4 separate regions of the Mus musculus genome follow, and all the other regions are linked to region 3. A link is a contact called in public HiChIP or PLAC-seq and promoter capture Hi-C data. All regions are on one chromosome and are shown on one strand. Each heading gives the region's core, a stretch centred on a gene start, on an enhancer-like site or on the middle of the called end of the contact. The rest is flanking DNA. Distances are from core to core; before and after follow the strand shown. Region 1 holds the start of Cyp4f16 (cytochrome P450, family 4, subfamily f, polypeptide 16). Region 2 holds the start of Pram1 (PML-RAR alpha-regulated adaptor molecule 1). Region 3 holds the start of Zfp563 (zinc finger protein 563). Region 4 holds the start of Cyp4f17 (cytochrome P450, family 4, subfamily f, polypeptide 17).

The links. Promoter capture Hi-C pulls out the DNA fragments that hold promoters and counts their contacts. HiChIP or PLAC-seq counts read pairs in DNA pulled down with a chosen protein or histone mark. Capture Hi-C pulls out chosen DNA fragments and counts their contacts.
Region 1: a contact with region 3 is called in a promoter capture Hi-C map of liver, with 2.1 times the contacts expected there. The contact joins the promoter of Cyp4f16 here to the promoter of Zfp563 in region 3. A contact is called at or near these places in 9 of 39 promoter capture datasets (the 3T3-L1 cell line, cranial neural crest, embryonic stem cells and 4 more), 1 of 484 Hi-C or Micro-C datasets (Th1 cells), 2 of 115 datasets of contacts at active chromatin or transcription factors (bone marrow-derived macrophages and embryonic stem cells) and 1 of 9 other capture datasets (liver).
Region 2: a contact with region 3 is called in a promoter capture Hi-C map of liver, with 2.5 times the contacts expected there. The contact joins the promoter of Pram1 here to the promoter of Zfp563 in region 3. A contact is called at or near these places in 7 of 39 promoter capture datasets (the 3T3-L1 cell line, 3T3-L1-derived adipocytes, cranial neural crest and 3 more), 1 of 15 datasets of contacts at CTCF or cohesin (the NIH/3T3 cell line) and 1 of 115 datasets of contacts at active chromatin or transcription factors (embryonic stem cells).
Region 4: a FOXA1 HiChIP or PLAC-seq map of pancreatic cancer cells shows a contact between it and region 3. The contact joins the promoter of Cyp4f17 here to the promoter of Zfp563 in region 3. A contact is called at or near these places in 3 of 39 promoter capture datasets (the 3T3-L1 cell line, cranial neural crest and hippocampal neurons) and 3 of 115 datasets of contacts at active chromatin or transcription factors (astrocytes, bone marrow-derived macrophages and pancreatic cancer cells).

The regions. Positions count from the first base shown.
Region 1 is chr17:32,534,817-32,537,968 of GRCm38.p6, forward strand. It overlaps Cyp4f16 (cytochrome P450, family 4, subfamily f, polypeptide 16), which reads left to right and starts at 1,741. Exons shown (of 13, transcript NM_024442.2): 1 at 1,741-1,839; 2 at 2,182-2,380. The coding sequence starts at 2,183.
Region 2 is chr17:33,636,357-33,639,326 of GRCm38.p6, forward strand. Pram1 (PML-RAR alpha-regulated adaptor molecule 1) reads left to right here and starts at 1,700. Exons shown (of 10, transcript NM_001002842.2): 1 at 1,700-1,821. The coding sequence starts at 1,819.
Region 3 is chr17:33,087,426-33,090,803 of GRCm38.p6, forward strand. It overlaps Zfp563 (zinc finger protein 563), which reads left to right and starts at 1,942. Exons shown (of 4, transcript NM_001024950.2): 1 at 1,942-2,054. The coding sequence starts at 2,052.
Region 4 is chr17:32,504,882-32,508,282 of GRCm38.p6, forward strand. It overlaps Cyp4f17 (cytochrome P450, family 4, subfamily f, polypeptide 17), which reads left to right and starts at 1,603. Exons shown (of 13, transcript NM_001101445.2): 1 at 1,603-1,697; 2 at 2,013-2,211. The coding sequence starts at 2,014.

The DNA.
Region 1 (3,152 bases), core at 491-2,990, 550 kb before region 3:
GAGTTCGTTCATGACTGTTGCAGTCAAGGTTTGCTCTCAGGTCCTTTCAGTATTCAGTGTCCTGAGGAGGTAATTCGCTTCCTCTGTCCTCGACTCCAGCAGTCTGAGTTCCGGTCCTCCTGATAGAGGAGGGTTTGGTTGGGGCACAGGAGTAGAAGGAGTAATCCAGAGTTTAACCAGAGCGAGGAAGGAAGGGAGAACATATTCTTTGAAGAAGAGCCATTCAGGCCTGAAGAGATGGCTTAGTGGTTAAGAGCACTGGCTTCTGTTCCTTAGGAGCAAGGTTCAATTTGTACTACCTACGTGGTGGCTCGGAACTTTCTGCAGTTCTACTCCCAGGGGATCTCACACTCTTTTCTTTGCAAAGCTTCTGGAATCAAGCTTGTGTGTGGTGCAGACACATACATGCAGACAAAACATCTCTATACATAAATCAAATAAATAAAAGAAAAAATAAGAATGCTAAGTCAAGCGAAACAGCTATGGCTTCAACTGTGACAAGTGGGGGCCTTATACTGCTCTGTTCCATACAGTCTTTCCTTGTGTCTTCTCCAGTGTGGACTCTTTTAGAAATGTTGTGTGTTTCCTTTAGACGTTCATTACCCTAGAATTCAGTGTCATAAGTAGTTGTGAAATTGTAGACTTTGCCTATGCTTAAAAAGTACCTGTGAAGTTGAAAAATTTACTAGAGGAAAGGGAAACAACACCTTGTGAAAAATCCCCTGGGGAGGAAGTCTTGAGGTTGCTTAATTTTGATCTATTAGGGACCCCTAGCCTCCATAGTCCCTCATTTCTTGTTTGGGGAGCCCTGAGTTGGCGAGTCTGGACTTCTCCACTGACCTCTGCCCTTATCTTGCTCTATCAACCACCAATCAAGTACCCTTAACTCTGTTTCAGGACTTTGAGATTGCTTTTATCTGCCAACCTTTGAGCTGGTCCACCCATTGTTCTTTATGTCCGCGCTTTGGTGTGATGTTGGCTCCTTTTACTTGTCTAATAATGGGGAGCATGGCCATGGGAGGGTTCAGTGATTGCTAAGTCCATGACTTGCCGATCTAGGGTTTCTGAACAGCATACACTCCTGTTAAGGTCAAGTCGCCATTTGATCCTGGGAAGACAAGCCATTGCAGGCTTGTTCATTCTTGCCTGTACCCCTGTGCTCATAGCACTTCAGTCTGACTCCTTTCATCCTCACAAACCCGCTGAACTCTGACCCTTTAGTTGCCAGGTGTATTTTCCCAGCCAGGACATCTATCTCTTCAGTCTGACCATGGCTGGATTCTCTGGTCTAGTTTGGAATTGTTTCTATCCAGGGGCTGGGCTGCTAAGGGAGAGGACTGAATGCTGCAAGACTGTAGTCGGTGAGCAGAGGCATTCCAGAGACAGGTCTGCAGTTCTGCAGTTCTGCAGTGAGGAATTCTGCATGCTGCACTCCCACCAGTGAGATGTGCAGAGATCCCTGGGAGATGCTCAGGGAACATCCTGAACACCATCCTGGCACCTGTACTTCCTCCTTCACGCTTTTATCAGCAGACTGTTGCCCTTGGAAGGGCCCAGAGTCACCTTTGCCCTTGACTCAGAGGTGCTGCATCCTAAATGCAACCTGCCTGTGTGTGTTGCCCTGAGTCTTTCCCCTCCACTCCAGTCTGGCCCCGCCCAACTTGTTTTGGCCTGATGCCCAGGCAGGGAGGAAGTGGCTGAGCCTGGGAGGGATTTGATTGGTTCAGTCCAGCCTAACCCAGCCTCCCACACAGCTTCCTGAAGTTAGGAAGCAGGGGATAAATGCTTTTCACAGGACTGGGGAGAAGGTCTTAGAGGACCAGCAGCTCCTGAGATAAGGTACCGACTTGGGCTCTGAGGCAAGACAGGGTCCTGACTCTGATCAGGATGAGTTTATCAGTGTTGGGGTGGCTCCATGGAGACAATTGGCACAAGTGAGCCTGGGTTCCTGGATAACCGTTTGTGCTTCAGGCAGAGCCATCCCAGACTTCAACAGCTCTTGTCTGTGTGTTCCCTGCCTCCTTCTCTCTCTCTCATTCTGTCTCTTCCTGTATCTCCATCCCCTTCCCTGCTCTACTCCCTGCTCTACTCTCCAGTTTCTGCCCATGCTCAAAATTCTGAAGTTTTCCAGGTTCCTCTTCCAAACCTCAGAATCTCCTCCTGTGTCTGTCTGCTCAGCAGGATGCTGCGGCTAAGTGTGTCTGGGCTGGACCTGGGCTCTGTGGTGACCTCGTCATGGCATCTTCTGCTGCTTGGAGTGGCTTCCTGGATTTTGGCCAGAATCCTTGCCTGGACTTACTCATTCTATGAGAACTGCTCCCGCCTCAGTTGTTTCCCTCAGCCTCCTAAAAAAAACTGGTTTTCAGGTCACTTGGGCATGGTGAGTATGGCGGCAGATAGGCTGGGGGTACCGGGGTGTATGTGTTCCCTAGGCATCAGGAAAGGTCTGGAGCCTGTAGCAGGGAGAAGCAAAGAAAGTTATTTGGGCCCCTATTCTCATCACAACCCCACATTCATTTATCTTTCTTTCCAAGTTGTGCTCATCAGCCTTTCTCTCTTACCTGGCACCAGCCTACTGTGGGCCATACTCTCAGCAGGACTGAGGATTCCTCAAGTTCCTGGATATGTGTCATAGTCAGTGGATCCCATGGCGAATAGCACAGAGTAGTGGCATCCCTGGTATATTCTGTTTCACTGCTGGATTTGAGATCTTCCTTCAGTATGTCCAAGGTCTTGCCTCCTGCCTGGCTCATCTCTCTTGGTTTCAGATCAGTGACTGTATCTCTCTGGGTTGCTATTTGCCCTGTAGGATTCAGCTGCGATTTCTTACCTCCACCTACTGTTTGGGTGCAGAAGAGAGATTGTAGTTTTTTTCCCTTCCACTTCTTGGCCACTGTCCTTCCTCATTTTGCCCTCTGTCCTGAAGATGCATTAGTGGGCTCCATTATGCAATGTAGGTCAAGGATGAACACTTTTTAACATTGGTAGTGATTATCTGAAGTGCTTAGGGTTTGTGCATGCTAAGCAATGACTTTATTCCAAAGGCACATCACAGCATGACCATTTTCTCTCTGGTCTCATCATAATGACTACACTTCCTACTCAGTACCCTTCCCTGGTCACCAGGTCCCCTTGCTCCATGCTGCTCCATG
Region 2 (2,970 bases), core at 450-2,949, 550 kb after region 3:
TAAAATAAGGAAGGTGTGCCTCTCAACCTAAGCTGCTTTATTTCCATTTAAATAAGCTGAAACCATACCTGGCTCATTCCCAAGAGTTATACAAGTTCTTGCTACTCTATCAGCCTTATAATACCCAACAGCAGGCCCATCACCTAAGTCAAAACATATATTTATTTTGTTTCTAAGATTGGTTTTCATTGTGGGTTTTTTTTTTTTTTCTTTTACTCGAGACAGGGTTTCTCTGTGTAGCCTTGGCTGTCCTGGAACTCACTTTGTAGACCAGGCTGGCCTCGAACTCGAAATCCGCCTGCCTCTGCCTCCCAAGTGCTGGAATTAAAGGCGTGCGCCACCACTGCCCGGCTTCATTGTATTTTTACAAGGCACTGCAACAATAGCCTTAAACTACCAGACTTTCCAATCCTCCTGCTTTTAACTCCCAAGTGCTGTTTTATGAGATTCTAGAAATCAGATTTAAGGCTTTGTACATGCTATATAAGTACACTACCAACAGAGCTACAAACTTTGGATTTAGTTTATGTTATCTTCCTTCACAGGGTCTCAACTTTCCAGCCGGGGGATGGTCATGCACTTAATATCCTCTTCTCCCACATGCGAGGATTACGGATGTGTGCCACTATACCTGGGTAGAACATGTACTTTTTTGGTTACGTTTCTGAGTCAGGGTCTCATTATGTAGTGCTGGCTGGCCTGAAATTCACTATGTAGATTAGGCTAACCTTGGAAATGTAGTGAACTTCCTGCTTCTGCTGGGATTACAAGTATGCACCACTACGCCAGTTGCTTAGAGCATGTACTTTGTGACTCCAGGGACATAGACACATGTACACTCATCTATACACCAGAACCATCCTGCTAGGGTGTAAGTAGTCCTCCTCCTTGGACCACATCCCAGACTGGTGACATCAGAATCTCTGGAAGATATTTTTTTAACAGCTCAAAGAATTCTATTCTGTTCCCAAACTGAGAATCATACCTCTGAACCCTGCTGAGTGTTCTTTGTTCCTGTGGACTGAATCACGTGTCAGGGCTCTCCTTTCCTATATCTACCTTTGTCCCACTTTGGGCTTCATTTTCCTGCAATCCAGTTTTCTTGTTTCTCCTCTCTCTGCTTCCTTTAACCACTGTGAACTTGAGAGGTCCTAAAACCCCATACCTTCACAGCAACAGTGATGTCCCTTCAGCCCAGGACTTAGACATCTTTTAATGCCACCCACCCATAAGTCTGCTTATCCCAGTTGATGATGCTTTGGGTGCATAGCCCTGGCTGATGGGGCATTTGTCACCTTAACAGGGAAGTCCTGTTGAGAGTACAAATGGTGAAACAAGGTAGATGAAGCAATACAGGAGGACAGATATGTCCTCACCATTGCAACAGCCATATCCTAGGTCTACCTCTTTAGAGACGTCTTAAGACCCAGAGAAAGCCATAAAATCCCCACTAAGGTGCTGTGACTGTCCTGAGTTTGTCCTAAGCTTGCCTCTTCAGAGACAAAGCTTGTCAGGACCCCAAAGTGTTAAAACTAAGGGGGACAATAGGGAATCAAGAGGCTAGTAGGAGCTAGGAAACTTGTGCTTTATAGATGTGCTTAGGTCTAATGACCTGACTTTGGGGACAGTAGTGGACAGGCAGGAACTCAAGGAGGGGACAGAAAGGCTATCTCCGCCTCCTTCCTCCTCTGCCCTCCCCAGCCCAACAGCTCCGACTTGGTGTGTCAGCCCGTGGAGCAGAAACCACACTTAACTTCCTCAAGGCAGAAGCCTAAGCTCAGAGCTCATTCACCCTGTGGTTCATCATCCCCTGAAGCCATGGTGAGTCCTCAAGCCCCCATTGGAAGTTCATTCAGGTAACAAGGGTCCCAAGTAGAAACTGGGGAACTGGTAAATATGCCCTCATGGGTAACCTAGCAGAACAGAGCTAGAACAGTCTTGGGGATGAGATGGCACAGGAAAAGATAAGAAACAACCAAGGCATAATAGCTTGAGCTCTTGTGGACCAGCTTTGTATCTGTGACTGCAAGGCAGTGTGGTGCTGGTTGGGTCTGCCTGGAATGATATACCCTCAATCCAGGTCAGCAGCTGGGATATAAGCAGAGGTTTCCTGTGAAGTGATTAAATGGGTCACGCACCTGCTACACCAGTCCCCATCTCCAGTCCGTTACCCAAGCTGTGCTCTGCTAAACCCTTCCTTATCTACCCTTGTGGTCATCAACTCACTTAGACTGGGGCTTCAACAAAGAAATGTCTGACCCCAGGCAAGAATTGCTTCCTTCCCAGAGATCCTTCTGAGTCCATCTCTAGATAGATTTACAAGGTTCTGTCCTCTCTGTCCTCCAATCTTTTTTACCCTTGGTGAAGATAGGCTGGGGATATCTACCAGCACCTATGGCAAAGAGCAGGTCAGACTTGAGAGCACCAGAAATGTTCTAAACATATCATATAGTGCCTGTACATTTGGGGAGCCTCCCTTCTGGTCCTCATGAGACATGTCAGGGACTATGACACCTAATACCCACATCTTAGATAGATGTATGTAGAGCTTGTTAACTTAGTTAGAATGGCTAGCCAACAAGCCCTAGAGGGCCTCCTGGCCTAAGCTCTCCAGAGCTAACTAGGATGACAGGTACTGCTCCTGACTTTGTTATGTATGAGTACTGAAGCTAGAACTCAGGCTTGCATGACAAGTACTTTACCTACTGAGAAATCTCTCTAGTCCCCCCAACTAAATTTTAACAATTTATAGTCAAAATGGGTATGGTGGTATACACCTGTAATGCCAGCACTCAGATGGCTGAAGCAGTAGAACTGTTGAATCCCAGCCTGGGCTACATAGTGAGAAACTGACTTAAAATAAACAAAAAACAAAAAAAGGAAAGGAAAGGAAAAAGGAAAAAGGGAAAAGGGAAAGGGAAAGGAAAGAAAAAGAGAGGGGGGCGAGGAGAGGAAGAGAGAAGAGGAGAG
Region 3 (3,378 bases), core at 692-3,191:
TGTCCTTAGGTCTTGAGTCAGGAATGCTGGAAGGGAATCTGGTTTCTTACCTTCCCCTAAGTGAGCCCCCTACTTTGAAGAGTATATGTAAGGGTGAAAATGAAAACTCCCACCCGGATGTCATTAACCTCTTGTGGTGAACAGCTTTGGACTTTACAGATCTAAATGCTCAACACATCCAATTTCAGCCCATTTCCTAAATAATATTAGGGCTACTGTTTAGAACTGGACAGCAGCAATAAAGGACTACTAGGAAAAAAAAAAAAAAACCTAGTTCCTCTGGTCAATGAAATAAAATCTCTGGCCTAACATTCCAAGCTATCTAAAATATAAAAGTTAATTCACTTGGGCCTGTCAATAACCTGACCAGGGGACCATACCTCTGAAAGTTAGGAACATTCCTAGGAAGGTGGGCTCACCTTAAGTTGTGCTAAAGACGTATGCAGAAAATTATCCCTTTAACAAGATGCTGTTTTTCCTAACCGAATTCCTACTCCCTAGTGTAGACCATATCAGCCTCTCTGAGGTTCAGATGGGTCAGCTCACCTTTCTGACCCATGAACTGAGACAGATATAACTTTTTTTAAAAAAATTTCAGATAGTGGTCATAACCTACTAAATACGTGTTTGTTACCATCTTGATAGGGTTTGTTTTCTCTGCCACTTAAAGAATTAAGAGTAAAAAAAAAAAAAAAAAAAAATCTCAGCGCAACAGGTAGCAACAGGGGAAATCTCAGACCCTGCAGGCAGAATCAACTAAAGAACAGCTCTTCCTAGTAGTAAAGAAACAAATGTACAAGAAGGTGGGGGTGGGGTGGGGGGTGGGGACACAGAAAGGCAGAGATCCGGAAACTTTGAAGAGTCTTTCTAACTTAGGGATGTTCAGTTTGAACAAAGACAGGAAAACTGATAGGCCCATCTTTTGGGGTAAATATATCTATTCCATGTTGCTGAACTTGCAGTGCCTGTTCCCAGGCAATGGTCCCTATCCCAGCAGATGCAGTGACTTACAACTTTGCTTCCCTGGGATTTTTTCTTTAAAATTTGAATAAAAATGCTTTAATTGGCAGAGCAAACGAACTGATTCCTGTGTCCCTAGAGAACCTTATGACTGCTACTATGTAACCGCACTTTTCATATTCATAACTGTTTTCTCTTGGTATATTCTCTTGGTATATTTCTCTTTTCTTGGCTGAAAAATGTATGGACTGAGTGAAAAGGAAGGGGAAAGCTTTTGCTATCATGCAGACTACATCATCTCAAGTTTCTCATGGGTGACATTAGACCAGTGGACCTGCCCTGGCTGGGTATCCCTTTATCTCTGTGGCAGGCCTAGGTACCCTTTCTCTAAGGTTCTGTCCATGGTACACTAACTAAATCTGACTTTAAATAAGCAGACTCCAGACTTAGTTTCCAGGGGGAAGTGGGAAAGCTCTTCTTTGGAAAAACCAAGTCTAAATTCTTTTTAAATGCAGTTATCAAGATGAGCGGATGCGGGGCGTGGTGGTGCACACCTTTAATCCTAGCACTTGGTAGACAGAGGCAGGCAGATTTCTGAGTTCGAGGCCAGTCTGGTCTACAAAGTGAGTTCCAGGACAGCCAGGGCTATACAGAGAAACCCTGTCTCGAAAAACAAAACAAAACAAAAAACAAAAAAAAAAAAGAAAAAAAAAAAGAAAAAAGAGTGGATTTCTGCCCGGGCCATGAGAGCTTTGGCTGCAATATGGCATGTGTGCCCCACTTATTAAATTAAGAGTTTACCACCAAGCTCTAATGTGTGTGTGTGTGGGGGGGGGGGGGGTGGGGGGGTTGGGGGGGGGGTGTCTGATCGCTTATCCAATTAGTACCACGGAGCACAGCACGAGCTATCCAATCAGAAGCGCCGATTGGTGAAGCGGACGTTCCTCACCGGCCTTCTCTTACTTGCCAGACTATTGTGGTGATAGAGTTCTGCCAGCTGAGGGAGTCACAGGTATCCGTTCAGGGTCCGTGTTGTGTGGCTGCCAACACCAGGATCATTCCTAAGGCCCCAGCAAGCCTTGGGCTCAGCTATGGTAAGTGTCCTTACGGCCAGCTGTCCAATCAGGAACGCCGGCAGAAAGCGGATATGCCTCACCCGCCATCTTTCTTCCTGGCACGGTCTGGTCAGCTGAGAGGGCAGCGGGTACGGTTAAGCCTCTTTGGCTCCGGGACAGCTGACCTCTGGAGCCTTCTTGAAACTACAAGAGGGCCCGGGAGCAGACGAGGCGAACGTCGGGGCAATGTAAGGGGCGCCGGGTGTTCCCCGGGTAGATGCCTCAGTCCTACATCCTCAGTCCTACATTGCTTTGGGTGCTGCGGGACTCAGGGTTTCTCTGCACTCTAGGTGGCAGGACCCCGGCGGGCAGCCCCATCTCTTGCAGAATCCTGTACTTCTGTCTCCTCAGCGAGACGCCTCCTGTAAAGTACAGGTAGATGGGCATGTTAACACATGACCACTACACCAGCCCATACGACATGATGACGAATTGAAGGCCAGTTAGGACATAGACCCTGTCTCAAAGAGGAAAAAAAAAAAGTAACTTGAAAATATGGTTTATTTACTTCACAAGTCCAGGTTACAGTCTATCGTCTATCGCTGCAGAAAAGAACTCTGCCCAACCATTCTAAAATATAATAAAGTATGCTTTGAGGAGAATAGCAAGTGATGACTAAGCCACCTTACCTGTAGAATGGGCTAGAAGGAAGCCTGGTGATATCCACGAAAGATGTGGGAAAATGACCTGAAAGGCAGTTTGCAGAGCTTCAAAGCTTTCCTTCCTGTATTTGCAAAAGCATGGGTTATTTTGTTCATGTTGTTTATGGTGATATATTTTTGTTTGTTTTATTTTAAGACAAAAAATCTCATTATGTAGCCCAGGCTGGACACAAAGTAACAGTCCTTCCTCAGCCTCCTAAGTGATAAGGTTATAGGAATACATCAACATGCCGTGCCCTTGATACAGAAGAATTTAATGTAGGGGAGGCAGATCAGGGTACTAAATAACCTTGAGGCTGACTAAGGCCACAGTAAATCTCTTTTCACCCTGTTGTGCTTAAATGAGTCAGTGTTTCCCTTCTGCCTACTGATGAGACGACAGAAAGAAATCTCAGTATACGGTTCTAATACTCCAGGTCCACAGAATAGAAAGAAGAGTAGATTTTTCCCCCCTGTATATTCCAAGAAATCTCTCCAGCACTCCTAAAGCCAAGGCAAAATTGTATGGTAGGAGCAGAGGTATCACAGACCCCACAAAGCAGAAAAAGCCCAGGGAAATTGAGGGAGTGAGGCTGCTGCAGTCTTTAACAGTAAAGTCCATGGAAGAAGGGTTACCCTTAAGACCTCACAGATAAAGAGTC
Region 4 (3,401 bases), core at 353-2,852, 580 kb before region 3:
TCCCACAGATATCAACAGGCACCCCATGAGGACACTGCCTCTTAATCTAGATTGAACTGAGGTTGTCTGGCTTGTGTTGACTATGGTGGTAAGAGCTTTTTACCCACGGAAGCATCTCACCGGGTTATGAGTGACTTCTCTATTCTTTCTCACTAGTTTTCATTTGAAGATTCTTTTGTCAGATGATAGAACAGCAACACACTTGCTTGCTTGTGTTCTAGGTCCATTTCCTTGGCATACCCTTAAAAGTCTGTGAACTAACATTTTATTTATTTGTGTGTGTGTGTGTGTGTGTGTGTGTGTGTGTGTGTGTGGGCACACGTGCCTGTCATGCCATGGGTGTGGAGGCCAGAGGACAGTTTGCAGGAGTCAATTCTCTCCTTTCATCATGCTGGTCAGTTCTATGGAGCAGAGTGAAGCTGTTAGTCTTGGCTGCAGGTGCATTCACACTGAGCCATCTTCCTGTCCCCTGAGATAGCTTAGCGTCCTTTCACCCTGAGCTAGAATCTTATCTGCCTCTTGTAGTGAGATATTTCTTAGAAGCAGCAGATCCATGCTTGTGCCTTTATCTGGGGTGCAGTTGAGACTGAGAACACCCGAGTTATTGAAAGGTGTTTGTTGATTCCTGCAATTTTGTTGATTTTGTTTTCCTCCTTCTTCCTCTCTTGCTTTAATAATATTCTAGTGTGTTTTATTTATTTATTTATTTATTTCCTGGACTTTGTGGCCTGATTTCCCCCTCTTCAGCCTGAAGGATTCTATCAAGCATCTTCTGTAGAGCTGGCTCAGTGCTCATAAATGCCTTTGTTCTATTTTTACCGCTGATAGTTAAAAAAAATGTCCTTCTTTATGACAGACAGCTTTTCTGGATGCAGCAGTCTGGGTTGGCAGTTATAGATATCTTTTACGGCTTGAAGTCCGTCACTTGCGCATCCTTGGGCTTTTACCCTTTCAGTTGAATGAATAATAGTGTTATTCAGATGGGCCTGCCTTTGTATTGTGAATGGTGTTTTTCTCTTGGAGCTCTCAACGTGGTGCTGCTGACCCGGAGCCCACAACCCCCTCTCTCTTCTCGCCTGCCTGGATTTCCCCACGACTGGCGGCTCAGCTTGACCCCTCCCACCTACTTCCTAACTGAACTCTGGTCCCTCAGCTGGGAGTTTTAATCTTCAGAATCTCTTTTAGTCCGTTCCAGCACGGCCGGATTCTTTGTTTCTGGAAGTCTTGTCTCCACTCGGAACCTGGATTACTTGGAGGGAGAATTCTGCCAGGTTGTGCAGCTGGTAGGCAGAGGCTCGGATCCTTTCAGTCCGAACTGGAAAACACTGCCTGCTGCCCTCTAGCCTGCAGGTCCTCAGAGGACCTGCGGAGCCTAGTGAGAACGGGACAGATTGTAAACTTTGGGTCTCTAGACACCTTTGTCTTGGTTCAGATGGAAGGTGTTGAATCCTGAGGACCCTGCTTGCCTGGACATGTGACCCTGGATTGGCTCCAATTGCTTCGGGTTGGCCCCGCCCCCGCCCCGCCCCCGCCCCCGCCCCCCGCATTTTGATATTCTACCCAGGCTGGGAGGAGGGCTCTGGGCCACCGAGGGATTGGCTCAGTCCAGCTCATCGTCCTGCTCAGCCGGTAGCCAGGATCAAAAACATTTCCAGGGAAGAGCGGACGTTTCTGGGACGCATTACTCCTGAGAAAAGGTGCCGGACTTGGGACACACGGAAGGCCCCTACTGAACAGTGGAAGCTCTGTTACAGCTGGGGTGGCTCTGCAGGCAGGCCTGATTTCCCAGTTACTACGCTACATACCTGTGCTTCAGTCTAGGCCAACGCAGACTATAAACAGATCCTATCTGCCTCTCTCCTGCCTGATTCTCTGTCTCTCCGTAGCCCTGGGTGTCCCTTTTCCTTCCTGTGTTCTAGTCCTCTAAGTCACCATCTCTGTCCAGTGACCATGGAGGGCCACCTCTGTCTCCTGGGCCTCAGGATCTCACTTCTGGCCTATCTTTCTTGCAGGATGCTACAGCTGGGCCTGTCCTGGCTGGGACTGGGGCCTGGAGCTGCCTTCCCATGGCAACTTCTGCAGTTGGTTGGGGCCTCCTTGTTCCTGGCTCGAATTCTGACCTGGATTTGTGCCTTCTATGACAACTACTGCCGTCTCCGCTGCTTCCCCGAGCCCCCTTCGCGGCACTGGTTTTGGGGTCACATGAGCATGGTGAGTGTGGCAGCAGGTAGGTCTGGTGTGTCAGGAAAGGCTCTTAGGAACCTGGGAGTCGTGAGAGGGTGGAGAGGTGAGGGAGGGAGGCTGAGTGAGTCTCTATCTAGTCACATACCCGGCATATCTACTCCTGGCCTCTGTCTACACCACGTTTTGAGGCTTTTTTCTTTTTTGCCCTTTCTCGTTCCCAGCTAACTTCGGATCACATTCTGATAAGAACTCATGTTTTAAGATCTCTTTCTGTTGCTTGTTCAGTCCTGTTCTGTGTTGTTAGTGCCCCCCACCCCACCCCACCCCAGGATAGGTTGAGGGAGCAGAGCTCTCCCCCTCAATGTGCTATTTCACTTAACGTTGTTGGAGTTGAGCCTTTCTAGTGGAATAAATTGGGTATGCTCCTTTCTTAGCCCATCTCTGCTGGCCAGAGTCTCTTGAGGGACAGCGATGCTGAATGGCAGAAGTTGACATCCCTCCTCTCCAATTTTTAAAATTCTTTCTCTCTCTCTCTCTCTCTCTCTCTCTTTCTTTCTTTCCTTTCTTCCTTCCTTCTTCTTCTTTCTTTTTTTAAATGAGATTTATTATATATTGTATATAATATATAAAACATATAATATATTTTTATATATTTATTATATATTATATAATATATAAAATATATAATATATATATATTATATATTATATATATATTTTATATGTATGTATCTTGCCAACATTGGTGCTTGTGTACCATGTGTGTGCCTATTGCTCAAAGAGTTCAGAAGAAGGCATTGGATCTCCCAGAACTGGAGTTATAGGTGGCTGTGAGCTACCTTGTAGGTTTTAGAAATCAAAACCATGTCCTTTCCAAGATTAACAAGTGCCCTTAACCTCTGAACCATATCTCCAGCCCCACCAATTCCTCCCCTGTCTTATCTAACTCTTCCTCCTCAAAAATGTGTCAGAGGACTCCATTGTCTGAATTAGGTCAGAGTTGAGCACTCTGTTTTCCTCTGTGGTATTGAGGTGACACACTGACTGTCTTGTGCTCCCTAGAAAATGAAGGGTTCCACTACTAGGCCAGCCACTTTTCCTATTTTTCCAGAAGGCACCACTGTGGCCTCTCCTGTATGGCTACACATCCTGGAAAGACTTCTTACTCATATCCAGTGCCCTTTGCTTCAGACCTTCCTACGGCCAGAGCCACATTTG